Regions from separate parts of the Rattus norvegicus genome. Here region 2 is linked to region 1. The links are chromatin contacts, called in public Hi-C maps. All regions are on one chromosome and are shown on one strand. Each heading gives the region's core, a stretch centred on a gene start, on an enhancer-like site or on the middle of the called end of the contact. The rest is flanking DNA. Distances are from core to core; before and after follow the strand shown.

Region 1 (6,357 bases), core at 1,505-4,004:
ACCAGTTGTCACACTGACTTTTTCACTTGGCATGTTTTCAGGTTAACTCAGGCTATCTTACGTATCAATCCTCAATTCCTTTTTTTCATGACTAAATGACTGCCATCCTTCGAAGCACATTTTCTTTATCAGTTGGTAGGACTTCGGGGTTGCTTCAACATTGGGGATGAGCCATATTTCTTTGAGTATCCATGCAGTCAGTACTATGTAATAATAACCATGCTTCCAGTTCTCTTAGGCGTTCATTTATGGGTGGAATTGCCATACGGTGACTCTATAGCTTTCTGAGGAACTTCTAGACATTTTACCTCAGCAGATCGGGGAGGGTTCTCAATTGTTTTCCAACCTCATCAATATCTTCTTTCTTTCCTCCGTCCCTCCTTTCCCCCTGTGCATGTGAAATTGCAATTACTTAAGTTTTTTGTTGTTATTGGATTGCTGTGTTTCCTTGTAAAGGCAAGAACTCAGCCTGGCTTTCTTTGCCATGCTAGATCCTAATCATTATTATTCTCTGACGCCCAGGGCGTGTTCAGAAATACCTGCAGAATGAATGAGCTTGGAGACCCAAGAGACATTCCTTGTTGCTTCCCTTCTGTAAGCCCAGGAACTACAGGGGCTGGGGTGGGAAGCTGCATTCTGACTGCCCATCCACACAGCCACGAGAGTGCCCCAGGATTGTAATAAGTGCACCATCCCGTGGCTTTTAGCAGTCTTACCTGAGAAGCTCCCTGCACGGAGACCAGCAGGACTTCTCATTTAACCAGCTCGGAATGGGGAGGAAGAGTCTCAAGTCAGCTGGTAGTCTAAGTGGTGTTGGGAGGGGGGGGGGGCGCTTTCTGTTCTGAACACGTTTTTCTAAGAGCCTGTGAACACTGCCTAATGAGAAAGCCATTCCTTCTGCGTGAAAATAGAAAAGAAAAAAAAAAAACAAAAAAAACCCAAAACAAAACAAAAGTTCCTTTACTGGAAACAGATGGGCCACATCAATTATACATTCAGAAGAACACAGAAGAGGCCAACTTGTCATGTACTGAAACAACTGTGTTTAGCCAAGTTCCTACTGGGAGTTCACGGACCGTTTAGCCGTTTAGACTCTCTTGCCCAGTTTTTATATTTCCCAGTGTGCCTGCCTCTAGGATTCGTAAAGGTGATGATAGAGGAGAGGTGATGGCTTCTTGATTTCCTGAGGCACACGCACTGTCCTGTAGACAAAGCATCTGTAAAAGAAAGAGTCTTGTGGATGATGTCTTGCTGACAGTGCCTCAGAAGGGTCAGGAGCAGGTGAGCGAGGGTGGCGTCTGCACTCTCATCCACCTCCGCCCTTTGTCAACATTTTACCTCAGGTTTTGCTGGGTTTGGAGCCTCCTAAGGACACATTTCTATCTTTATATTCTCTCTCTCCCTCTCCCTCCCTCCCTCCCTCCCCCTCCCTCCCCCTCCCTCCCTCCCTCCCTCCCTTTCCTTCTCCCTCCCCCTCCCCCTCCCCCTGAGGTGGAAAGTGCAGTGCAGCCCCCGAAGACCTGACTGATCTCAGTAAGCAGTGATTCTGTGGTAATTTTTCCCTTTAGAAACATAGTATATGTTCGTGACCCTGGGAAGGGTCTTGGATCCCCTGTCCTTGGACAGGAGAGGCCTTTGGGACAGTTCTAGGACAGCAGCACTGACCTTGTGCGAAGAAGGTTAAATGTTATTATATAGCAGGGAAAACAGAAAAGACAGAAAAAAAAAAAAATAACGTGCTTGTCATTGTCCAAATATGGCCTTCTTCAACTCTCGGTGCTATTTCAGCACTGTGGGGAAATTCCAGAAATCTCTCCCTACAAATATTTCCCTCACCTTATCTGCCTTTGCTGAGAATCCAAAGATAAGCTTGGTATCAGTAAATACCCGTGTCTGAGGAAGAGCAGCTCCAGCCCAGCGCTGGGCCCCAGAGAGCTCCATCTGACCTCGCCTGCATGCCTGATTGATTCACGTCTCTCCTAGGTCTTCAGCCACAAGTTAGTCTCCAGCCGTTCTTCCTAATGCCGTGACCTTTAATGCAGCTTCTCATGTTCTGGTGACCCCCATCCATAAAGTCCCATTCATTGTTGCTTCATAGTGTAACGTTGCTACTGTTATGAATTGTAATGTTAATTTTTTCGGAGATAGAGATTTGCCAAGGGTGTCGGGACCCACAGGCTGAGACCCACTGGTTAAGACAGCTGCCCTAGGACGAACGCTTGGGAGGTGAGATGCTGGCCTGCTTCTATGCGGGGCTGTCAGGTCCCTGAGCCCTCAGCTGAACTACCTGGAAAAGAAATTCTGCCCCTGGAAGCCTGGACTTCTATCTTTGCTTTTCTTGGTCCACCGAGCCACTGAGACAGACTCGGCAGACCCTGGTTTATACTCACAGTGCCAAGACACACATCCGTGGCTCTCTGTCCCTGTGTTTGGGTACATGACTAATCTTAAAGATTTTGCCCAGCCGAGCTCCTCTGCTTCTGACCAGAGCGTACAATGAGAGACATTGGGTACAGAAAGAAAACAGAATCATGTACAGCTGAGCTGCCTTAGCTCTTTTAACTCTCAGGGATAGCACTGGAGAGAAATGCCAAAATTCAGGCAGAATTTGAGTTTAATCTCTGATTGTGGTATGTTATAAAACTAGGCAAGATTGTAAATTACCAGGAATTTGGACCTGCGTGATCTGTGGGGTTACAGGGATGTGAGTCTGGGTGTATCCAGCTCGGATTGTTTATTTACGCGGAGAATTGAAGGAAGAGTTCAGAAACATCCTGTAACAGGATGTGTGGATGGGCCAGCCTGAGTCTGCACAGAGTGGAAATCTGGAGAGACTAGTATCAGCACTGCCCTCTAGTGGCTGTGTGTGGTTTTAATGACGAAAACACAGGGGCTCCTTCCAATTGTCCAGTTTACCTAAGCAAGCTTCCCAATTGTGTTTGGGAAAGATAAAGGGACGGGAGGGTTGGCAGAGTAGCAGGGAACAAGGAAAGTTAGCAAGGAGTGCTCAGCACAGGGGATCTGAAGAGATCTAGTCAGTCTGCTCCACTCACAGGATACAAAGACAGGCAGGTGTGTGTGTGTGTGTGTGTGTGTGTGTGTGTGTGTGTGTGTGTGTGTTTGTGTTATTCTAGCTACAAATCTTTATTCTGGATGGCTTTAAGGGCTTTCAGCTCCTTTCCAGCTCCTACTCCCATTGTTGGGTGAGTCACTGCAGAGTTGAGCGTGGCAGCTGGTGTTGCAGGTTAGACCAGGCTGGTTTATTGAACTTTCTAACCCTCCTCTGTGTTTCCTTTAGGGCTTTCTCCTCTCCTTGCACTCAGCTCCCCACAGAAGAGCTAATGGTCCAGTTCCTCAGGTGTCTGAGGAGCAGCCGGGGGTTAGAGTTGCCTCAGCCCTTAGGGAATGTCAGGAATGTTGAGACCGTCTGGCGCTGCTTCTCAGACCCCAGGGAAAGGAAGTTTTGGATCAGAGCTATGGAGGGAGCAGTCTTTACCTCTGACCACAGTTACCTAAAGATGTGGAACTGACCTCTGAACCCAAGGGTCTGCTGATGGAAATCCCCTAGCCTGTTCACCCGGAAGCAGAGGTCCCTGGGAAAGACTGCATAGCAAACTGTAGACGTATGGAATTATTTTACATCGAGTTCCTTATCCTGAGACTTCAGGGGCTGGGAAAAATGGGTATCTCTTTATGATCCATCGGAGCTCAAATGTTCCATGCTCTATTTGGTTTGCTAGGCCAAAGAAGTTTTGCTAACTTTTTTTTTTTTTTTTAATAGAAAAGGAGGAAAAAAATAGCCAGGGATTGACTCCCAAGTGTCACCACACAAAGGTGGTTCTGACTCTATGGCCCCAGTCTTGATTTGGTTACATTTGTATCTGCCTTTAACTCTCACAAGTATAAGGACAGCTATGGGCAGAGCCAGAAACCACATCAAAAGCTCAACTGCTTTTGCAGCAACCTTTGTGACAGCTAGAGTTGCTCAAGAAAATGATTTCTTTTCCGCGATGGACTCTGAGGCCTGTTTTCAACTCATGGGCTTTCCATGGAGACTTACTGTCACCCTCAACCACACTGCAACCTCATCACAACCACCACTCTGTCCCTGCCATGGTCTCTATAGAGACCTCTGTGGAGGGACACGTCACCTTGTATTCAGGAAGTGCGAACATTAACATAAGAGCGGGTGAGTGGGAATATTTGCTTGTATCTGGGTACAAACAGGAAAGGGTTTTATTTCTCCCCTGTAATTGCTACTAAGTGTATCCTGTCAAAACTCTCTGCCTGCCCCCTGCCAGTCGGCTTCCCTAGTGGCTCTCAGCTCAGTTCCCTGACTCCCGGTCTCCTCCAGTTTATTAAAACACTCGCGGAAATCTTAACTGGCAGTGTTCCTTTTAAACGTCTAAAGTCAGTTGCTTTCAAAGCCTCTGCCTCCTCTTCCAAAGACGTAGAGGTGTGATAATCCTTAGTATTAACATCCCACCACTTCCCTACCCCTCCACTCTCCGGTCTCCCCACCCCACCCTCACCCCACCCCCACCCCTCCAACTATCAGCCCTTGATGTAGGATCTGAAGGCTCTTCCTTGCCCAAGTGAGGCTGCTGTTTTATCTTTCTCTGTAGGTTTTAGCTGTATATTTGGCCAGAGTGACCACGCTTCTCCGTTTCTCTTCAGTTTTACATAGAAAATCTGATGACTCCGCCCCCACCCCCTTCCCGCCCTCCATTCCCCACAAGGTTTCCCCATGTAGCCTTGGCTGTCCTGGAACTCTGTCTGTAGAACCAGGCTGGCCTCGAATCCCAGAGATCTGCCTGCCTCCGCTTCCCCAGGGCTGGGATTAAAGGCGTTTGCCCCTGAGCCGCTTCACGTGCTGGTTCTTAGGAAGACTATCCCGCCAATCCGTGATGATGGATCCGAGATTCCGGGGTGCAGTGTTCTGATTCGTGCTGTGATGCACGCTTAATTGAAAAGCTTGTTGGCTTAAATCCAGGCCATATTTTAGGCTTCTTTGTAGTTGGTAAAAGCTATGAGGAACTCTTTGACTTTTGCTACTCCTGAGTGTCCAGCCTGGACAGCAGGCACATCCTCTCCACATTAGCTTGTCTCTCCTGTTCCTTCTGGCTCCAGGATCAGGCGCTGTCTCAGTTCAGAGACCGTGACTTCCTCCCAAAGTCACCCTTCACTCCACAGCATGGTGCTGACCATGTGGAAGGCCTAGTCCAGTCCTAGCAAGAAGAGAGTTTGGAAGGGACTTCAGCTGCTCTGCAAAATGCATCATCTTCTTTCCCTGAAGCCTTCCTCTTTCATCATCAGAGAACTGGGTCTACTGAAAGGTTGACTTCCTGCAATCCGAGTTCCTTAGCTCTGCGCGTTCTTTAAACATGGACCGTGGTGTAGAGTTTTATGGTGTTCTTAGGGACAGACCTTCCTCAGCAAGTCAGGATACTCAGTAAACAGTAAAGTAAGGTAGAAATAGCACAACAGCAGTATGTCTAATAAGGGAAGACTAGATCCTTCTGGTCAAAGGGATGAACTCTCTGGCTGGAGAGAGATCAGATAGTCCAGTTGAGTCAGACTTAACTGCTGTTCTTAAAAGGGTGGCAGGACCACCCAGGAAGGTAGACTCACCTGAAGCCATTCTTCAAAAGTAGGTAGAATAATTATCTCTAATTATTTAAGAGATTCTGTTCTTTTCTTTCCCAGAATTCCCGTTCCCTAGTTCAGGCCCTGTTGCATTTGGCCATCTTTCTAAGATGAAACTTTGCTGCTTTCTGTCTCCTGTTTTTATTTGGGATGTTGGTCAGAACCTAACGATGCTTCTTCTGGTTCTTGGGAACTGTGGGAGGAGTGGCTCTTCTTCCTGTGGCCTTTAAAGTCCCTATTCAGTGTCTCTCTTCATTCCCTCTTTTCCTGTCTGAGTCTTCATTTTTCCACTGAAATGGAGTCTACTCTTCTACGGTAAACCTTCCTTCTGAGGAGGCAGCTGATCTAGAGGAGGAGAGGGAACATCCCTCCCTAGCCTCTCCTTCAGAGGAGACAGTGAAGATTCTAATAAAGCCTGCTCTTGTGGCCTATTGATCTAGTTAGACTTGTACAACCATTTGAAAATCAGGCACCAGTGAAGGAACTGGGGTCTTACGGATACTCACTCCTGTGGCATCCCATGGTAGTTACTAGAGGGTCAGCCTTCATGGACATGGCAGCCCACTTCCTCTCTGAGAGCACTGTTTGTCAAGTCCTACAACATTCTCTTTTACTTGACAAGAGCCCGCCATCTGTATGCTTCAACTCAGACCTCCCAGCCTTGTGTGATCCAGTTAAGGAACTAATAACAGACCACGCATGAATTCATTT
Region 2 (6,357 bases), core at 2,020-4,519, 1.1 Mb after region 1:
TGCAGGATATCTGGTATGCCATCCTGATGATGTAAGGGTTGTTTGACCCCACACCTCAAGAGTAGCAACCCACAGGTTGAGAACCACCACCCTACATACTATGCTACAGTTCTACCTTTCAGATGAAAATTTACTTTGACTATTTTCATTCAGTTAGAGCAAATTCACAAATAATTAAACCCACAAATGAAATCTATTCCATTTCCCAATAAATATGTCCTAAATCATTCAGGATTTGCCTTTCTGTCTGAAACCTGAAGTATGATTTCTCTTTAAGTAATGAAGAATGTCTTAAGGTCAAGATAATTTGCTCTTAAAGTAATATTTTCACTTTTAATGATATTTTGTCTTCTTGATATAGCAAAAATCAGACAAATATTTCTTGTGAAGGCAAGAGAATTATAGAATATGATTTCTTTCTGACATGTTATCTGTCATTGATAATGCTAATCTTAATACCATAACTACAGTTATGATATTACTCAGTTTTTATGTGTGTATGTTAAAGTTTCACAATTTTACTTGGTTATCTTATAAAAGATGACTAACATCAACAGAGGTATGATAACACACAAAATGCTGAACTTTAAGAACTTAGCATAAAAACCAATGTAAAGTATATTGGTGTTTTTTAATGTTGAATACATATTGAATTAATAATTAGGAAACATTGAGCTTCATATAATATACTATTAACATTACCTATTTTATTTAATTTTTATTTACTTAATGCAGTCATCAGGAAATTTAATTTTATATTTGTGACTGATTATATTTCTATGGAATGTTACCATAGAGGAGCAGTTCTCAACCTATATGTCAAAACCCCTTTGGGTTCACAGAAGTCACATATGATCATCATAAAATACAAGTGTTTACATTATGATTCATGGCCATAACAAAATTACTGTTAGGAAGTAACAACAAAATAAATTTTATGTTTTGGGTCACCACAATGTGAGGAAATGAATTAAATGTTTGTAACCTTGAGAACTACTATCATTGAGCATCAATGCTAACATATTCCTTATGAATACCCAGCAAGTAATAACATAATTTCTACACATCTGGTCTTCAGTTCAATTACTCATTCTGCTACTATAGCATGAAAGTACACAGAGAAAATAAATTCATAAACGAGTTTATGAATTAGTGATTGTATGCCAATAAAACTTTATGACAGCCAAGAAATTTAAATTTCCTGTAATTTTTATATAGTGTGAAATATTCTGAATCACCAGTAATTAAAAATTCATGTGTTAATTTAATCCTTATTTTGAGGTATTGACACGGTACCTGTGAGAGGTTGTTAGGTCATGAAAATTTGCCTTTATGAGTCAGTTAATGAATTTGAAGAGTAGTAGATTAATAGGGGAATGGGTTGTATATGGAGAGGGTCTGTTTTAAAGCGAGTTTGGCCTTCATCTCTTGAATGTTGGGCCCAGTCACATGATTCTCTGCTACCGTGCAAAGGTTACCAGCATATATAATACACCCAAGAAATGGGACTTCAGTTTTTTCTTTGATGATTTCTCTCTTCCTCAAACTTTCATTTGCTGGTTCTACTGTGGATCTGCTCAATAAGTATTTTAGTGCCAACTGTATGCTGGGATTTCATAGTGGTTCTGCCTGTATCACCCCATCACTGAGAGCCCATCAGAAGAAGTCTGATTCATCTTCCCTATGGCACTGCTCCACAGTTTTAGAAGCCAGTTATCTTTAAAGATGTGGGAAATGGTCCATTTGTCTTCCTGAGGGGTTATTTCACTTGGTCACTCTATCATAACTGCCATGTGCTAGTCGCTAAGCCAAGCCCTGCAAATATTTCTTTGCACAAGACAAATGTGGCTTCATTTCTCATGGATTTAAAGCTTAGTAAGGTATTTATGCATCAAAGAAGTTGATGTGACATCACGTATTATGCTAAGGTGAGAAATAACACTAGGAAATCTAGACAGTCACAGCGGGAGGTTCTAAGCACATCAGTCTTTAAATAAATGGAAAAAGCCAAGGTTGGCTATGGTGGACAAAGTAAATGTATATATAAGGAAACTCCAGGTATAGATATCACACCAAACAAACAGAATGTTACTTTTGGAGCAAGTAGATAGAAGATCTTTTATGAGATAAATTGGAAGGGTTATCAGGATTCATGTTTCTGAAGCCCCGTACTTAATTTGATATTGCTCTACCCTCTGGAGCCAAAGGATGAGGATATGTTGTTAAGTTTTAAGCCTCACTGTGACATGATCGGTTTTGACTTGTATAATGATCACTTTGCTTCAGTGTTCCAGGGAAAGTAGAAGTGAATAACATGAGAGGCAAGGAGCTATGTCAACGCTACTTAGAAGGAACACAGTCACAAAGCATCGACAAATGTTCCCAAGATGCAAATGAGTCACGTTTGGTAGAATATGAAATTTCATGTCAAGATTTCAGGCAAGCTCTCAAGTGATGTCAGGACAGATAAACTGAGATTCTTAGATGCAACCAAGGATTCTGTTAGCTGAGAGCTGAAAGAAATGAAGTGTGTGTGGGCAGGCAGAGTTGAGGTAGCACAAAGCATGAGACGTTTACATTAAGTTCAGAAAGTAGACTTAGAAGGTCCTTGTAAAGGATTGGATGAGGGAGATAAAGACAGCTTCCCCCATCACCACCACACTCGGTATCTGACGTACAGAAGAATTAGACATCTCGGTGTCTTTAAACACATGCTGCTACCAACCCAAATGAAGCTACAGTCTCAATCATTTCCAGCTTCTCACAAACAGAACAATTCATTCTATAGTTAGCTGTCCCTGGCCCATGAAATCCCATGTATTTATTCTAGGATGTGTTAAGTGGCTTAGAAAATGTATGAGCTCAGTCATATTACCTTGATAAGGTGTTTGGGTTCTTCAATAACAAACAACCCAGGGATTGGTTTTCTGTATACTTAGCAGCATGTGCATTCAGCGTCTGTACCTTCGCAGGCATGCAGATCTACACTTCCACAGAGCACTGAGGACATCTTCATGGGCTTGCATACCAATGGGGCTCTTTCAGCTTCGGTGGCAGGAATGGGTAACTAGAGATGAAAAGACTCATTTCATGAATTTTTACTTCTGGTGGGTTAGTAATAGTGGCAATCGCATTTCTGTGATGAGCTGACATGGTTTTTAACGGCAAGGATTCTTTCTCCACTCCCACAGCACATTCCCTGGAAGATTTCTGTTAAACAGAAGATTGTAATTTAAAGGTTTGAGTTTTATTATTATAGATTTTTTGAACGTTTGGCCCATAGAGCAATTACAGCCAGCCTTGCCAGAATATTTGAGGTGAAAGAGGGGGAAAAAGAAGGAAATAGGTTGAAACAATGAATTCTCCTGTTGAGAGACAGCTCTCCTCTCCTCTGTCTGAATATCGTTAGCCATTTCTGTTTTGTAAACAAAGAGTAAATTTGTCCAACTGTCCAGGCAGAGGGATGAAGAATTAGCCATAGTTTGTTAGCTGATTCGGAGAGCTGAAATGTTCCTGGTTGCTAGGCTTTTATAAATGATGGTTGTTTATGGTATATATTCTATAGTTCTCCATCTGCTCAAATGGAACTTGAAAGAAATTCAAAGTCAATGCCTTCTTTAGAAAGTGATCCCCTGTGATATAATTATGGAATGAAATCTCTTGGCTGAAACAGGATTTTCTTAAGAAGAGATGACATTCAAAAGACACAGAGACTACAAGTAAGTGATCTGACGCTCATATGAGTAACAGGGAATGGAAGTTGGTTTTTTTTTTTTTTTAATCTTTATTTCTTTGTAAATCCCTTGAGCGCTGTCAGAAAATAATAAATTTAGTTGAAATGAGCAATTCAAACCAGGCTTCAGGAAGGAGCAATCAACACAAGGCAATGCTGAAAGCCTGGGACAAACAAGTTGAGCTTGTTTCCTATATAATACATCATTATGGTATCTGTCTAGCATGTAATATATTCTTCTGACAACATCCTTGCTGACCAACCATAATGAAGGCCTTTCCTCCTGGGCTTCAGGATAGAAAGAAAGGTCCACATCCTCCCTTATAGTTAGGCTTATGAGAGAGTAAGTAATGGAATATACATAGAAATGTCAAACATAACTTGCAAGCCTGACCCGGAAGACCCTTCCAAGGGCCTCTCTAGCCAGTCTTCTCTCTCTACTCAATGGCCACTGAAGAAGTTCCACTGAAGAACTCTGACATCATAAAATAACCCAAAACTCAAAAGTCATATATTTTAAAAATAATAATATACATCTAAGTACTCTATGGGATGGTACATCTCAAGTTAAATGTATCAAGTTAATTATTCACTTTTACTGGGCTGTGTGCTAGCGACCTCACCGCACCCAGTGCTCCTGACCTCTATAACTGTAGGTGAGAGTTGACGTGTTTGGAGCGTGTTTGGTCATATAAAAGTAGAAGGAGATAAAATGCCAGGGGAGAAATACATATTCAGCCATTGTTCCCAGGAAAAAAAAAGATCATAAACATATAGAAGCATAAAAATGCACTCAAACAGGCTAGTTTTCCTTTGAGTTTACTGTTTTGTTTTTTAACTTTTAACCCCACCCTCCCTCTTTGGTTTTTCCACTCATTTTCCCTTTCCTTTCCTTTTCTTTCCTTTTCTTTCCTTTTCTCTTCCTTTTCTTTTCCTTTCTTTTCCTTTCCTTCCCTTCCCTTTCCTTTCCTTTCCTTTCCTTTCCTTTTCTTTTCTTTTCTTTTCTTTTCTTTTCCCCAGCAGCTCCTCTGGGTTTTATAGGCTACCCAAAACATTACTTACAGGCAATTGTGAGTACTCAGCCATATATGGGACAACTGTATCAACCCTCCTCCCCTCATTCGCTAAACCTCAGGGAACAACATAGGAAAAGGTAAGGGCTCAAGGTTGGAGAGTGTCCTTGTAGAATGCTGTCTCCTGGACTTGATAAGCTATTGCACACATGATCCACAGCAGCTGTGGTTGCCAACACAAGACCTGTACAAGATAGAGGAAGATACCTGGCTCTACTCTTAGCTGAAGAACTGTTAGATGGCTCTGGAAAAGAAAGACTTATTTTTCTTTGTAGGGGTAGATTCTGGTAAGTTAGCCACGGCTCAGAGCATGACCCCACCACCTGCATGAATACAGCGGCACTGGTTTAACTCACTCAACTGAAGAGTAAAGAAAAACAGAAATAGATTGTGATTGGACATTAACATGGAAAGATGTATTGGGAGTAGGGTTCATGAGAAGAGTTGGGAGGGTTATGGTGGGGTTGGGTATGAACAAGATGTATTTTATTCCTGTGTGAAAGTTTCAAGCAATAAAAATATTTTTAAAAAGAAACACATCATTTGAATGGTGCTTCTGGGATTTAGGAAAGTTCTGATAATGGATCTTAAATCAAAGTCATTTATTACCGTTTCTCCATGGACTCATGATTAAGCGTATTCTAATTAAGCTTGATGAGGTCCAATTTTAGGCTGTCAGTTCAATAATTCAAGGTGCTCTCCCACAACTGCAATTGGGTAGAAGAGTTGCTCTCCTAACTGCTGAGCAAGTTGTTTTGTTTTTTCTGTAAGAACACGCAATTTTTTTTGGGGGGGGGCGTCAGATTCAAGGGCTTTTTGGTTAACCAAAGACTTTTCTCTGACTTTGATAAATGGAAAAGAGTCGAGAGGTTCAAATATTATGACTCAATGTAGAAAGAAATAATGAAATAAAAAAGGCAGAAACAATGATTAGTTTGCAAAGAATGGATCAGAAGCTGGTACAGGAGAAAATAAGTGAGAGGAAAGGGTAGAGACTGGCCAGTTTTAGCATTGATGAGAGGCAGGTCATAAAGAACTACATGGACTTTTGCCTGAGTAAACCTTAAGGAGTTTATGGTCCTCAATGATGTAGTTATAAGGAAGGGAGTTTTCCTCTATGATTGCATCTAGGGTATTCAGAAAATGGGGAGAAAGAACTTGTGGATTCATGTGGCTAATTTTGTAGTGAAGTTTTAAACTGTCTGAAATTCTGTGTATCCACAGAGATGGAATGAGAATCTATATGCAGATAGACAAAGTAAGTAAAAATTTATAGTCCTTTGAAAAGTGTTTTATTTATATAATACAATTTTACAGTTGGTTGGCAAGCCAACTGATCATTTTTGAGCAATGATCAATTACCTCCATTGTTCTGGGTTGTGTTTCCCTTCACATCTTTAATCTCTCTGTCTCTAGTTCCTCCCACACTCAATTTTTCTTCCCCAGAGCTACCGGAATGCTATGTTTACAACATAAATCTCACTATCCATCCTGTAAGGAAAATATATCCAGTGAATTCCCATATTTTCCTATTAAGTAACATCTTATTAG

Evidence for each region. A called contact is a pair of places that touch in the nucleus more often than the background predicts.
Region 2: a Hi-C map of frontal cortex shows a contact between it and region 1, with 2.3 times the contacts expected there. The contact joins two enhancer-like sites. A contact is called at or near these places in 2 of 12 Hi-C or Micro-C datasets (the A7r5 cell line and frontal cortex).

Annotation. Positions count from the first base shown.
Region 1 is chr7:45,639,972-45,646,328 of GRCr8, forward strand. No RefSeq gene overlaps it. Among named protein-coding and RNA genes, the nearest start is that of Pawr, 110 kb to the left of the region's middle. Within about 2 kb of position 2,755, at least 20 of the 93 cell types and tissues checked have an H3K27ac peak or open chromatin away from gene starts, as enhancers often do.
Region 2 is chr7:46,744,497-46,750,853 of GRCr8, forward strand. No RefSeq gene overlaps it. Among named protein-coding and RNA genes, the nearest start is that of Syt1, 500 kb to the left of the region's middle. Within about 2 kb of position 3,270, at least 4 of the 93 cell types and tissues checked have an H3K27ac peak or open chromatin away from gene starts, as enhancers often do.